Linked DNA regions of Zea mays: regions 2 and 3 are each linked to region 1. A link is a contact called in public Hi-C data. All regions are on one chromosome and are shown on one strand. The core of a region is the stretch at or near the end of the contact, and the rest is flanking DNA. Distances in the headings are between cores, read along the strand shown. Region 1 holds the start of LOC100216906. Region 2 holds the start of LOC100193025 (putative laccase family protein). Region 3 holds the start of LOC542534 (initiator-binding protein 2).

Region 1 (3,910 bases), core at 833-3,332:
TTTTTATCCCGTGGTTCGGCCAAGTAACACTTGCCTACTTCCACGTTGTGGCGTCCCAATGGATGAGGGTTGCACTCAACCCCTTTCAAGTGATCCAATGATCGACTTGAATACCACGGTCTTTTATCTTTTGAGTATCCTTCCCGTTTGCGAGGAATCTCTACAAGTTGGAGCCTCTCGCCCTTACAATAATGATCTCAAAGAAAGCACAAGAGTAAGGGAGGGAAAACAACGCACACAAGATTCAGTCTGCAGCACACTCACGCACACAAGCCACGACTTGAGCTCAAAGCACAACACAGGGAGTTCACAACTCGAACGGAGCTCAAATCACTAACACAATGAATCAAATGCGTGGAGGCGGAGTCTGGATGTCTTAGTATGCTTAGAGAATCCTTGGTCTTCTGCTTCATGCGCCTAGGGGTCCCTTTTATAGCCCCAAGGCAGCTAGGAGCCATTGGACATCAATTTGGTAGGCAATTCTTGCCTTCTGTTGAGTGGTGCACCGGACAGCCACTGTAGCAGTCCGGTGCTCGATTTCCTTCCATACGGGGAGCAGCCGACCGTTGGTCTTCGGGATCGGTTGGCGCACCGGACACAGTCCGGTGTGCCCAACCGACCGTTGGCGCAACCACGTGTCGCGCGCTGATCGCGCGGCCGACCGTTGGCCGCTGGCGCAGTTGACTCACCGGACAGTCCGGTGCACCACCGGACAGTCCGGTGATTTATAGCCACGTCGCCTTCTCTTTTCCCGAGAGCGCCTAGTTGACGTCGAGCCAGCCTGGGGCACGGTGTGCCAGACCCGAGCTGATGTTGGCTGAACTTTGCCAACTTTTCTCCAATTCAAATCTTCTCTTCTTGGCACTGTTTCTAGCACTTAGATAACCATGTTAGTGTTCAAAACAATTCACTAAGTCTAGAAACATACCTTGTTCTTGATTACACACTTCTCACTCATTTGGCACATAAGAACTCATTCAATATGTGTTGGACATCTAATCACCAAAATACTTATAGAAATGGCCAATGGCACATTTCCCTTTCAGGCTTTGTTCGTTTCATCCCTAATCCATGGGTATTGAGGGTGATTGAAGTGGATTGAGGGGGATTTTGACTTGTAGGGGATTCAATCCCCCTCAATCCCCATGGGTTTGATAAAAACGAATAGGGCCTCAAAGGGATTGATATGGATTGAGAGAGATTTTGACTTACTAGGGATTGAAACCCCCTCAGGCCTTGTTCGTTTCTGTCGGATTGGACCCGGAATCGTTCCAGCTAATCAAAGTTTATATAAATTAGAGAAGCAATCCGGTTAGGAATCGTTTCGACCCACCGATCCGACACAAACGAACACGGCCTCAATCTCTCTCAATCCATATGGATTGGGGTAGAACTGAACAAGCCCTAAGTGGGTGATTAGTTGGGATTATAATCTGTCTAAATTATATAATTCAACAAATTTTAAAGTGTTAGTTTAAAATTTATTGGATTATATAATCTGAACAGATTATAATCCAAAATAAACGTCCCTAAGTCAATTATAATCAACGGTAAAATTAAATCTGACCATGACAACGTGTTTTACAACCAAGCAAACAAACAAAAATGTCGTCCCTGTGTTGCTGTTTATAGCGTCTACCAGCATGTGTGCTGGTACAGGGTCTGTCCTTTTTTAGTAAGACGCTAACGTGCCGGCGGCATCGGTGGTCGTACGTGCCAGATGAAATGGGGGACTCGCACCCGAGGACGAGGAGATCAGGTAGATAGCCCAGTTTTTGGCAGCCGCAAATCACCTGCTGGGCCCCGCGCGCGTGCGCGTCGGCCAGGAAACGCGCCGAGGTGTCGCGCTGGGACTGGGCCGCCGCGCCGCTCCGGGCGCTCGGGTTTGTTTCCACTACTTTAATCCCCCGTCCCGATCCTCTGGACCGACGGCGGCGATCGCGCCACGGCGCCCCCCGCCGGGCCCCGAGAAGGTTCGGACGCCCATGGTTTTGTAATCCCCCGGCACGCAGAGAGAGGGGGCCCGGGAGCAGAGCACACCATCCTCGCATTATTCTTTTCGGATTTGCTCCACCCCTCCACTCCCATGCCCGTGTCCATCTCAGGCTGCGTCACATCATCGCCGCCACACCCAGCACCAGCACCAGCGGCGGCGCACCACCACCGGCGCCATCACCAGCGCCAGCGCTAGCGCCGGCGCAGGCGGAGGCCCGGGCGACGCGGACTGGGCGAAGTTACTGGCCTTCTTTTCGTCAGCGGCGTCCCTTGCCATCAAGCTAAGGTCAGCCTCGCCCTGTCCCCCTCGTGTTACCCGTTCCTGCGTCGTTTCCTTCCTTCTGGCGGTCAAGTGAAGCAACGGGAAAGCTGCTTCTCTCGGGTGGGTTCTGGTGCCCTGATCTCTAGTGCGCGAGGACGAGAACGAGAGGTCTGTGTGTGATCAGTTCTTGCGGATAGCTGCATGCCGTGCGAGACTGCTAGAATTTTAGCCTTGGAGAAGGGGATGGGGGAACCACTGAGGAGGATCTGCTGTTTGGTTGCTGCTTTACTCATGCGGTGGCGTGGATCATGCTAGTCAAGGGAGCTTCCCACCATTTCTCTTATGATCAACCTTCTATATCTTACTTCCACGCATGATTTTAGGCTTGTTGATCCGCGTCTTCAATTGTTTCTCTACTCATTGAGTAACCCTGTCGGTTCTTAATCTTACTTTTATTAGTAAAGTGAGATAACGGATTAGTGTATCTGTGTATGCTTCTTATGAATTAAGATCCATCATTGTTGCTAAGGATTGTAGCATTTGTTGATATTTGTAAATAAGGCGATATTAGTGTGGATCTATGTTTGTTTGCCTAGCAAGAGTTGACAAATTTGTTACTACTAACTACAAAAGGTGAAATGAAACAGGTCTTCCAGCAAGGTTACGTGGAGTTTACCAATGGGTCTGGATAATACTTATGGCGACCTATCTGGCATGTTCTATGGAGGCCTGTCTTATGATGGCTACACAGACCACAGCAGCGCAAGTGATTACTTCAGATTTGCCGATCCACTTCCTGCCACTGTGCCCCAGATGGCACCAGAAGCCTGTTCAAATCCTTCCTCCACTGTGTCAAGGGCCAATACTGAAACTGACAACCCAGAGGATTGGGAATTCATCTCAGATGAGTCCCTCGACTATATCAGCCGGATGCTCATGGAGGAGGATATTGATGAGAAAGTTAGCATGTACCAGGCGGAGTCAGCAGCACTGCGTGCTGCTGCAAAGCCGTTCTATGACATTCTTGGGCACAAGTTCCCACCGTCTCCTGACCGCCAGCTGATCTCTTGGTCCATGGACAGCCCCAGTGAGAGTAGCAGTAGCATCTGCACACAATCTGTGGCAAGTACTGTCACGAGCAGCAGTGTTGGTGGCACAGTGGATAGCAACCGGCGCTATGACATTGGACTTAGTGAGCAGCTGGAAGCTTACCGAGGCTTGTGTGGTCAAGCTTCTCATCCACTTGTTGGTACATCAAGTGATGCTTCCAATGCAGTGGATGTGCTAGAAGACCCTTTGATCACGAACGGTCAGATCCCTGAGTATTTGTTTGAGAGCCTTCCAACTTGGGATTTCAGGAGAGGTATTGAGGAAGCCCAGAAGTTTCTTCCTGTTAACAATAAACTAGTCATTGGTTTAGAAGCTGGTGGTATTGCAAGACCCCAAGAGGCAAGGAAAGATGTTTCTTTGAATGCCAAAAAGGCAGATGCATTGAAGGTCAAGAAAAATAGACAGAGTGAAGACCTTGACGTGATTGAAGGCCGGAACATTAAACAGTCTGCATTTTGTTCCGATGAACCTGATTGGATTGAAATGTTCGATGATCTGCTTCTTCAAACCGAGAAGAAGGCCACAGATCTGCGAGAGCTGATG
Region 2 (3,910 bases), core at 1,053-3,552, 230 kb after region 1:
GCAAGGCTCCAACGCTCCTCCGACGGCCACAACATCATATGAACAGGATGCCAAAACCTCTCTGGCTGCCACGAAGGCATGTACTTAGGGCACTAGCTCCTCTCTGCTAGACACGACAGCGCATTGCTACACCCCCTCATTGTACGCCTGGACCCTCTCCTTACGCCTATAAAAGGAAGGACCAGGGCTCTCTTACGAGAAGGTTGGCCGCGCGGGAGGATGGGGCGACGTGTAGAGTCCCTCGCTCTCCCCCCACGCGGACGCTTGTAACCCCCTACTGCAAGCGCACCCGACCTGGGCGCAGGACAAACACGGAGGCCGCGGGCTTTCCCCTCTCTTCTGTCCCCCCTTCGTGCTCCGTCTCGCGCCAACCCATCTGGGCTGGGACACGCGGCGACAATTCACTCGTCGGTCCAGGGACCCCCCGGGGTCGAAACGCCGACAATGGGGTACACTAAACATCTACAGAGATAGAGGAGAGAATTATAGGTGTATATTCGGGCCGCCCAGCCTGGCCCGGCCCAAGCCCGAAAAGACCCATATTGTTTGAATTTCGGCCCGGCCTGGCCCGTTTGAATTTCGGGCCGGCCCATGGGCCTAGCCCTCGGCCCACGGCCTGACACGTAATTGCTTAAACGTGCGGGGCTTATTTCGGGCGACCCGAAATTCACATCATGGCACGAAATTCAGTTTTTGGCCCGAAATTCACATCACAGCCCTAAATTCAAAACAAATTTAATAAAACAAATAAAAAGATAAGACACATAAATTTGACCAAAAGCAAACTTAATATTTGTATTAAGTTACCAGAGCTATGCAATGACTAACTTGTTTACAAATCATTTTGTTAGAAGAAAAAAGAGTATAATCAGCTCTATACAAAGTTCGTAAGTTCAGTTTATTATCTAATGTTCATAACAAAAGTAAAATTACATCACATACTCTAATTCAAAGCTACAAAAAACATCTAAATAGCATTATCTCTAGCTTTGTGTTTTTTATCAAGTACATGAAAGTGTGGAATGAAGTGTGATTTTAATAAATATATGGCCTTTTCGTGCCTCTATATGAGCCATTTCGTGCCTGCCTTAAACGAGCCGTGCTCGTGCCCGCCCATGGGCCGCGACCTCGGACCAAACCCGGCCCGATATATCGGGTCGTGTCAGCCTGACACTAAATTATTTCGGGTCGTGCCATGCCTGGGTGTATTTTTTTTTGTGCTTCGGGCCGGCCCATCAGACCCGGCCCAAATATACACATATAGAGAGGATGGCTGATGGCCTGCGCTGCAGCCAGTCTTAGAGTCGGTGTGCAATAGCGACGACGACACCGAGAGTGCATTAGCTAGGTGATGGTCTTTCCATCGCTAGCCGTATTAGAGTAGATCAGGTCCCTAGGTTTATGGGGCGAGGAATGTTAACCAATAATCCAATGTATTGTTATGCATGCAATCATAATACAAGAAGTCCCCTCTTTGACCGGATTCACATAAGATCAATCCAACAGAGAGGTGGCCTGGACCTGTGAGCTGCAGTGTTCTAAACTCTGATCTCTAGTTCGTCCGTCTATCAGTTTACAGGAGAAAAACTGTTGAAATTAACCGCTGAGCACTCCAATCCTAGCCAAGTGTTAATAAGGTAGCGTTCGATCTGACGCGACAAGGAAATCTCAACAGACGACGCGACGGTTAATTTGCGGTCGTTCCTTGAGAAGAACACACAAGATCATATCACAACACTGCAGGGGGGGCGGGCGCGGGCTTCAGTCTGTAATACGTACGTTGGAGATAATTGGCTGGCTGCATCATCTCAGTAGTCTCAGTCATGAGTCATGATTCCTGAATCCTGACGAGGGTGCACTCAGATCGAACGGTTCAAAAAAAAAATGAGCGCGCTGGACGCCGGAGAAAATACATGTACGTCCGTCCAGAGCGAGAGCAAGCAGCTAGCGGGGCCATACGTCAAAAAGGGCGATTCCTTTGCCTGCACTCTAAAATCCAGGCGGACCCAACTCTTTGTACATGACCAGGCAAAAGCGGCCGCTGGCTGGCGCTAATAAGCCCCGCCTTTTTCTCCGTCTCCTGTCAACACCCTTTCGATCATCATCGTCACCTAATTCTCGCTCCGCCCCGGTTTTTTCTTGTCACTGGGAAAAAAAGGGAAAATATCATGTCGCCACCTAATAAATTGCAAGGAAGGAAGGAAGGAATGCAACCACCGTCGTCAGTACTGTACTGTCCTCCTCCTCCTCGCTATATAACCCTTCATTCCTGCCGCGTGTTGTAGCTATAGCTCTAGCTAGCTATCTTGCTGCGGCCGGCCATATATAACAACCGTACGTCCTCGATCTCTCGTCCGAGATCGATCTGCGTGCCAAGGGAAGGGAGATGGGGGCGGCGCCGCCATCGTCGTGGCTTGCGTTCATCCTGTTCTTCGGCACGTTGGTAGCGTTGCCGCAGTCGTCACACGGCGGCGGCACAACCAGACACTACACCTTCAACGTAAGTGCATTTCACTCATCAACCAATTAAGCAGCCGCCGTTCGTCCATGCATGCTGTGTGTTCTTATGTACGTATACTTGCTGGCTAGGACTAGGAGTACCCACATGCATGCATGCATGCACGCACGCACGCAGTGATTTAGCTATAGCTGCTAGTAGTTCTTGTTGTTGATGCATGGTCGTCTGTTCTTCCATCGTCTATATATGAAGGAAGTTTGGGACGACGGACGTGACAGGGTCTATATATCATCTGCCGTTTCGAATCATGTCATGTGTGGTGTGGGCTTGTGTGTGGCATATATGGCAGGTGACGATGAAGAAGGTGACGCGGCTGTGCACCACCCGCGCCATCCCGACGGTGAACGGCCAGTTCCCCGGCCCCAAGATAGTCACCAGGGAGGGCGACCGCGTCGTCGTCAAGGTGCTGAACAATGTCAAGGACAACGTTACCATCCACTGGTAAACTTTCTCTTCATGTATATAGTAATTAGTATACATATATATATAGCGATCTGCCCTGCAGCAACGACGACGAACTGCCATGTTTCTTTGCACCAACGACGCGACGAACTGCAGCAGTAACCTAGATCATCATTCGCAAAGCTGCCATGTTTCAACGGAGAAATCATCGTTTCGTACCTCTGTCTCGATCCTGCTGGTTGGTGTCAGCAACTAATTAATAACAAGCAGCGTCTACCACCTTTTTATTTGTTTCCTGGATGCGATCAGCAGCTAGCTCGCCATCCTTTCAGTTAGCAAAGGACCAAGTGGGCAGCAGCCTAGTTTCAGGTCTTTCAGGACGTGCCAATGCAATATAATGCAGCTGATATATATTTGCATGCCCGTACTGATGCTTTTGTGTGCCTTCCCTCTGGGTGCGTGCGATGCAAACTGCATATACGTACACGCGAACGAATTGAACAACAGGCACGGCGTTCGGCAGCTGCGCACGGGGTGGTCGGACGGGCCGGCGTACGTGACGCAGTGCCCCATCCAGACGGGGCAGAGCTTCGTGTACAACTTCACCATCACGGGGCAGCGGGGCACCCTGTTCTGGCACGCGCACGTCTCCTGGATGCGCGCCACGCTCTACGGGGCCATCGTCATCCTCCCCAAGCGCGGCGTGCCATACCCGCTCCCGGTTAAACCCTACAAGGACGTCCCAGTCATCTTCGGTGCTGCTGCTGCTGCTGCTCTGCTCTGCTTGTAGCCTGCCCTGTACTACTAGGATAATTAACGTGCGATGTGGCCGCAGGAGAGTGGTTCAACGCGGATCCAGAGACAATTGTCGCCCAGGCGCTTCAGACTGGAGCAGGCCCAAACGTGTCGGACGCCTTCACCATCAACGGGCTCCCGGGCCCTTTGTACAACTGCTCCAGCAAAGGTAAGACTCGGCCCGTTCAGCCAGGG
Region 3 (3,910 bases), core at 520-3,019, 200 kb before region 1:
TTCACCGCCCGCTGGAACACAATGTGCGGGAGAATTGCACTCTCATTGCAGCTATCCTGATCTGTCACCTCATGCTTGAACTGCTTCATTTCCTCGTCACACTGCTCCTTCTTCACACGGACATCCTTCGCGCATGCAGTCAAAGCTGGGGCACCAGCGCTCATGTTCCCCAGCGAGCCCACCCCCTCATCAAGCAGCTTCCCTGCCACCGTCGCGAGAAGGTCGAATGCTGACATCTGGGGCGGGTTCTGGGCCTCCTTCTTCCTGACCGATCTCTTGCCCTGCACATTTCACCGAACAAGAAACACCATCCTTGTCAGACTCGCCAACCAAGGGCAGCGAAGAGAGGGCCGAATCGATGCGCTGAAAGCCGCGTACGGCGTACCCTCGCAGACTTGGGAACGCGCGGCATCTCCGCGACTTGGCCTCCACCGGACGCCTCCAACTCTGACGAGGACCTCTTTTGGAACACCATTTCTGCTCTCCGCTTCGGTTGCTTCAAGTTTACAGGAGGGTTACTTAACAACTGGTGGTTGCGCTGTTCATGGCTTGTCACCAACACAAATCTGCAAGAACACAGTAGCAATCAGCAAATGAAAGCTGGTACTAGTAGGTAGGAAAAAAAAGAAGAGGAAATAATTCATTGGGATCTCCGCAGTGACTTGGGATAAATCTTCTTTAAACCCTCCATTCCATTAATTAAACAGGGAACGATCATAGGAGTACTACTGCGTTTGAAGTAATTAATTACCAAAAGTTATAATCCCAATACCCCAAGCCGATTAACCGAGAGATCTAGTCGTGAAACAGCCAAATGAAAAGAATTTTCAGCAGGCTGCGCTCCAAAAACGAATCAAAACTCAAACACAAAAACAGCAGAAGAAATAGAGAGAATTCATACTTCAACCCGTGATCCGAGTTAAGACCTCAGGTTTTTTCTTGCGAGATGGTTTCGCCACTGAATTTAATGCACAAGCAAATAAATTCGCCAGGTAAACCAGCACGCCAAGCGATCAAAAGGGAGAGTGAGAGAGAGGAGAAGAAAACTTTTTTTTTTAAAAAAAAAACCTCGTGCATCGGAATCCGCGAGGAGCAAGCAACTGCCAAAAGGAAAGCGGGCACGTCGACTAAAAAAAGGAAGAGCGACCGGAAACCTCACAGGCGCACAAGAACGTCGAGAAAAACGTGAATCGAGCGAGGCCAGATCCGATCTCGGCACCCGATCCACAGCAATTCGACGCGAAATTAAGCAAAACCCCACGAATCCAAACCGCGACTCTGAAATGTGCCGGAATCTCGGAAAGACGCGAATTTCACCTCTTTATCCGAGCACAGAGCGGCGGATCGGAGCAAAGCAAGCAGAATTCGGACAAGGATGGACGAAAACAGAGCGGAAGCAAAACCCCAACACAGCAGCGCCTCACAGCGGGGCACCAAGACACGAAACCCAGCCCCAGAACCGCATAATTCGCCAGAATTCCGCGGAACTAGCACGGCGTGCTCACCTCGCCGGCGTCTACGCCCGCCCGCCTCCGATCGCCCTCGGATCGCCGCCTCGCTGCGCTGCTCCGCGGCCGGACTCGCCGAGATCCCTCAGCCCCTGCGGAATTATTCCCCCTCCCCTACCTCTGGGTGCTCCCTCTTCCTCCTCGTCTTGCTTCTCCTCTCCTCTTTTATTTTTATTACCCTTTTCCCCCTTCACCCTCCTTGCTCTCCTCTCCGCCCTCCGCCTTGGTTTTTTCTTCTGGTGGTGGAGGTGCGTGGTGCGGTGGTGTGGGTTGGCCAAAACCCCTCAAAACCACCCCCCCTTCTTAAACCCCCCAACTCCGCCTCGCTTACGCTTACGCCCACGCCATCCCGGGGAGGGGCGTCCACCGGCTGCTCCCGGTTAAACCCCACGCGGCCCCACCCCAACGACCGGTTCCGCCCTCCCGCAGCGTCCACGTGGCGGGGCCACGTGATCCGACGGCAGCGGGCGCCTGTCCCGGCTTACTACAACGGGAGAGACGTCTCCGCGCCCGTGATAAATTCCGCAAATCCAGGCCGTCGGTGTGGGAGCGGACGCGCCAGCCGCGCCGTCGGATCGCACGGTGGCCCTCCAGTCCCTCGTGACCACGAACCCAAGGAGTGATCCCCCGTTAACCGGTGGGGCTTAAGTGAGGAGAATAGCAGGGACGTTTTTAGGAAAGAAACGTGAGGGGGTTAGTAATTATTAACTGCATGTAGACCCACTTCACAGTCTCTCTCACGGAATTAATTCGGGGTTCTCCGTTTTTAAAATATTTTTATTTATAAATTAATCTTTTCATGGAGGGTTTTTGCTGTTTTCGGGCTATTGGTGGTCGGTGGAGAATGTCCACGGGTGATGCCTGAAAAGGTGCTAAGATTCCGGAGCTTCTTCAACGCAGAACCAGATAATTTTTAGATAAGAAATTTGTGGTCTTCATGATTCTAAAATATATACATCTACCATAGAAAAATATGTGCTAGGTCCAGCTGGCATCTCACTCGGCCATTGCCCGGACCAAAGGTGCATACGCAGCATGGAATTTCTAGGGTTTAAGAAAAGTTCATTCTTTGGATTCCAAATTTACAAAGCTACGAAATATTAAATCCACTACTTTAATCTGTATCTAGTCGAAATCCGTTTAGTTCGTTACGGAATAATCATGGATGTCTTTTATTAGAATGGACTGAATTCCTACTGCAGGTTTTGCGTTACTATCTTTGCATAATGGTACCACTGTACGATCAGTTTCCACTATTAGCATTATCAGACAAAGGAACACACATCGGCTGTACAAATTTGCATGGCATGCCATTTGTAGACCCCAAGTCTTATTTGGTTTCTTTCTCGTAATTCTACGTGCACACATACATAGCAACTTTCAAAAATACTTCATCCTCTCAGACAAAAATAGGCAAACATTATTTTACAGCCTTAATGCATTTGTAAACTCTTACTGAGTAGAAACTTGCTTTGTCGTCTCATATAACATATACCTATGTCTCTTATAAAAGACTACCATCTTTAATATCTGCAAACAAGCTATCCATATGTTATACTTAACCTATATCTATATCTCTTTTAAAAGTAAACCCCACTAACTTTAATATCTGCATACAAGCTCCATATGTTATATCTCACTAAACGCCACATCATCCTTAATAAATGCTACACCATCTTTCACTAAATGTTTACTATTTTCAGTATATCAAAAAGTAAGGCATCCACGTCATACTATTTGTTTGGCCGACATATCCTTCTATAATTTCATCTACTATATCATGTAGGTGTTTTACTTGATTTTCTCATTAGCACGTCATATTTAGTATATCTATCTCATACATGGGATGATGCAACAATTTTATTTCTAAGAAACCCCATAGCCATTCACGAGGTAAATTTCTATTATATTAGATGGACAAATCATTTCCACTTTGCTGAACTAAAATACCTCATGCACTCATGATTTGTGCTCGTATCGTGTATTTACATTCATACGAACTTGTATTTTTATGGTTTGGATTCTTTTAAACTTTTTAGTTTTTAAAAGAGATCTATTTACGTGAGTGTGTGCTGTGTGCATACATCTATGTCACACTCAACAAAAGAAAACAAAAAATCATTTAGAACTTTGTCCCCCCAAATATGCATGAATGGTCCTTTACGTAAACTGATTTTGATACATTTGTCAAGAAAGCGACATCATATATAAAGCTAAGTTAAGATCCATGCATATTTTCTTGACAAATCATACTTGAAACAAAGTTCTAAATGATGATTTACATTATTTAAAAAGAATCCTTGGCGGATGGCGGTGATTTGCATTCACCTTAGATCCGAATCATACTTGAAACACCCTACACCACTGCGGGGAACTTTTAAATCTTACAGGTCTCTTGTAGA

What was found. Hi-C and Micro-C count contacts between places; a contact is called where the count stands out from the background.
Region 2: a Hi-C map of tassel shows a contact between it and region 1, with 3 times the contacts expected there. The contact joins the promoter of LOC100193025 here to the promoter of LOC100216906 in region 1. A contact is called at or near these places in 2 of 25 Hi-C or Micro-C datasets (bundle sheath and tassel).
Region 3: a contact with region 1 is called in a Hi-C map of bundle sheath, with 2.6 times the contacts expected there. The contact joins the promoter of LOC542534 here to the promoter of LOC100216906 in region 1. A contact is called at or near these places in 6 of 25 Hi-C or Micro-C datasets (bundle sheath, ear, leaf and 1 more).

What each region holds. Positions count from the first base shown.
Region 1 is chr1:40,091,761-40,095,670 of Zm-B73-REFERENCE-NAM-5.0, reverse strand. It overlaps LOC100216906, which reads left to right and starts at 2,082. Exons shown (of 3, transcript NM_001359518.1): 1 at 2,082-2,281; 2 at 2,905-3,910. The coding sequence starts at 2,936.
Region 2 is chr1:39,863,056-39,866,965 of Zm-B73-REFERENCE-NAM-5.0, reverse strand. LOC100193025 (putative laccase family protein) reads left to right here and starts at 2,302. Exons shown (of 6, transcript NM_001138193.1): 1 at 2,302-2,500; 2 at 2,808-2,959; 3 at 3,428-3,675; 4 at 3,756-3,884. The coding sequence starts at 2,387.
Region 3 is chr1:40,288,522-40,292,431 of Zm-B73-REFERENCE-NAM-5.0, reverse strand. It overlaps LOC542534 (initiator-binding protein 2), which reads right to left and starts at 1,769. Exons shown (of 10, transcript NM_001324298.1): 1 at 1,506-1,769; 2 at 386-566; 3 at 1-281. The coding sequence starts at 475.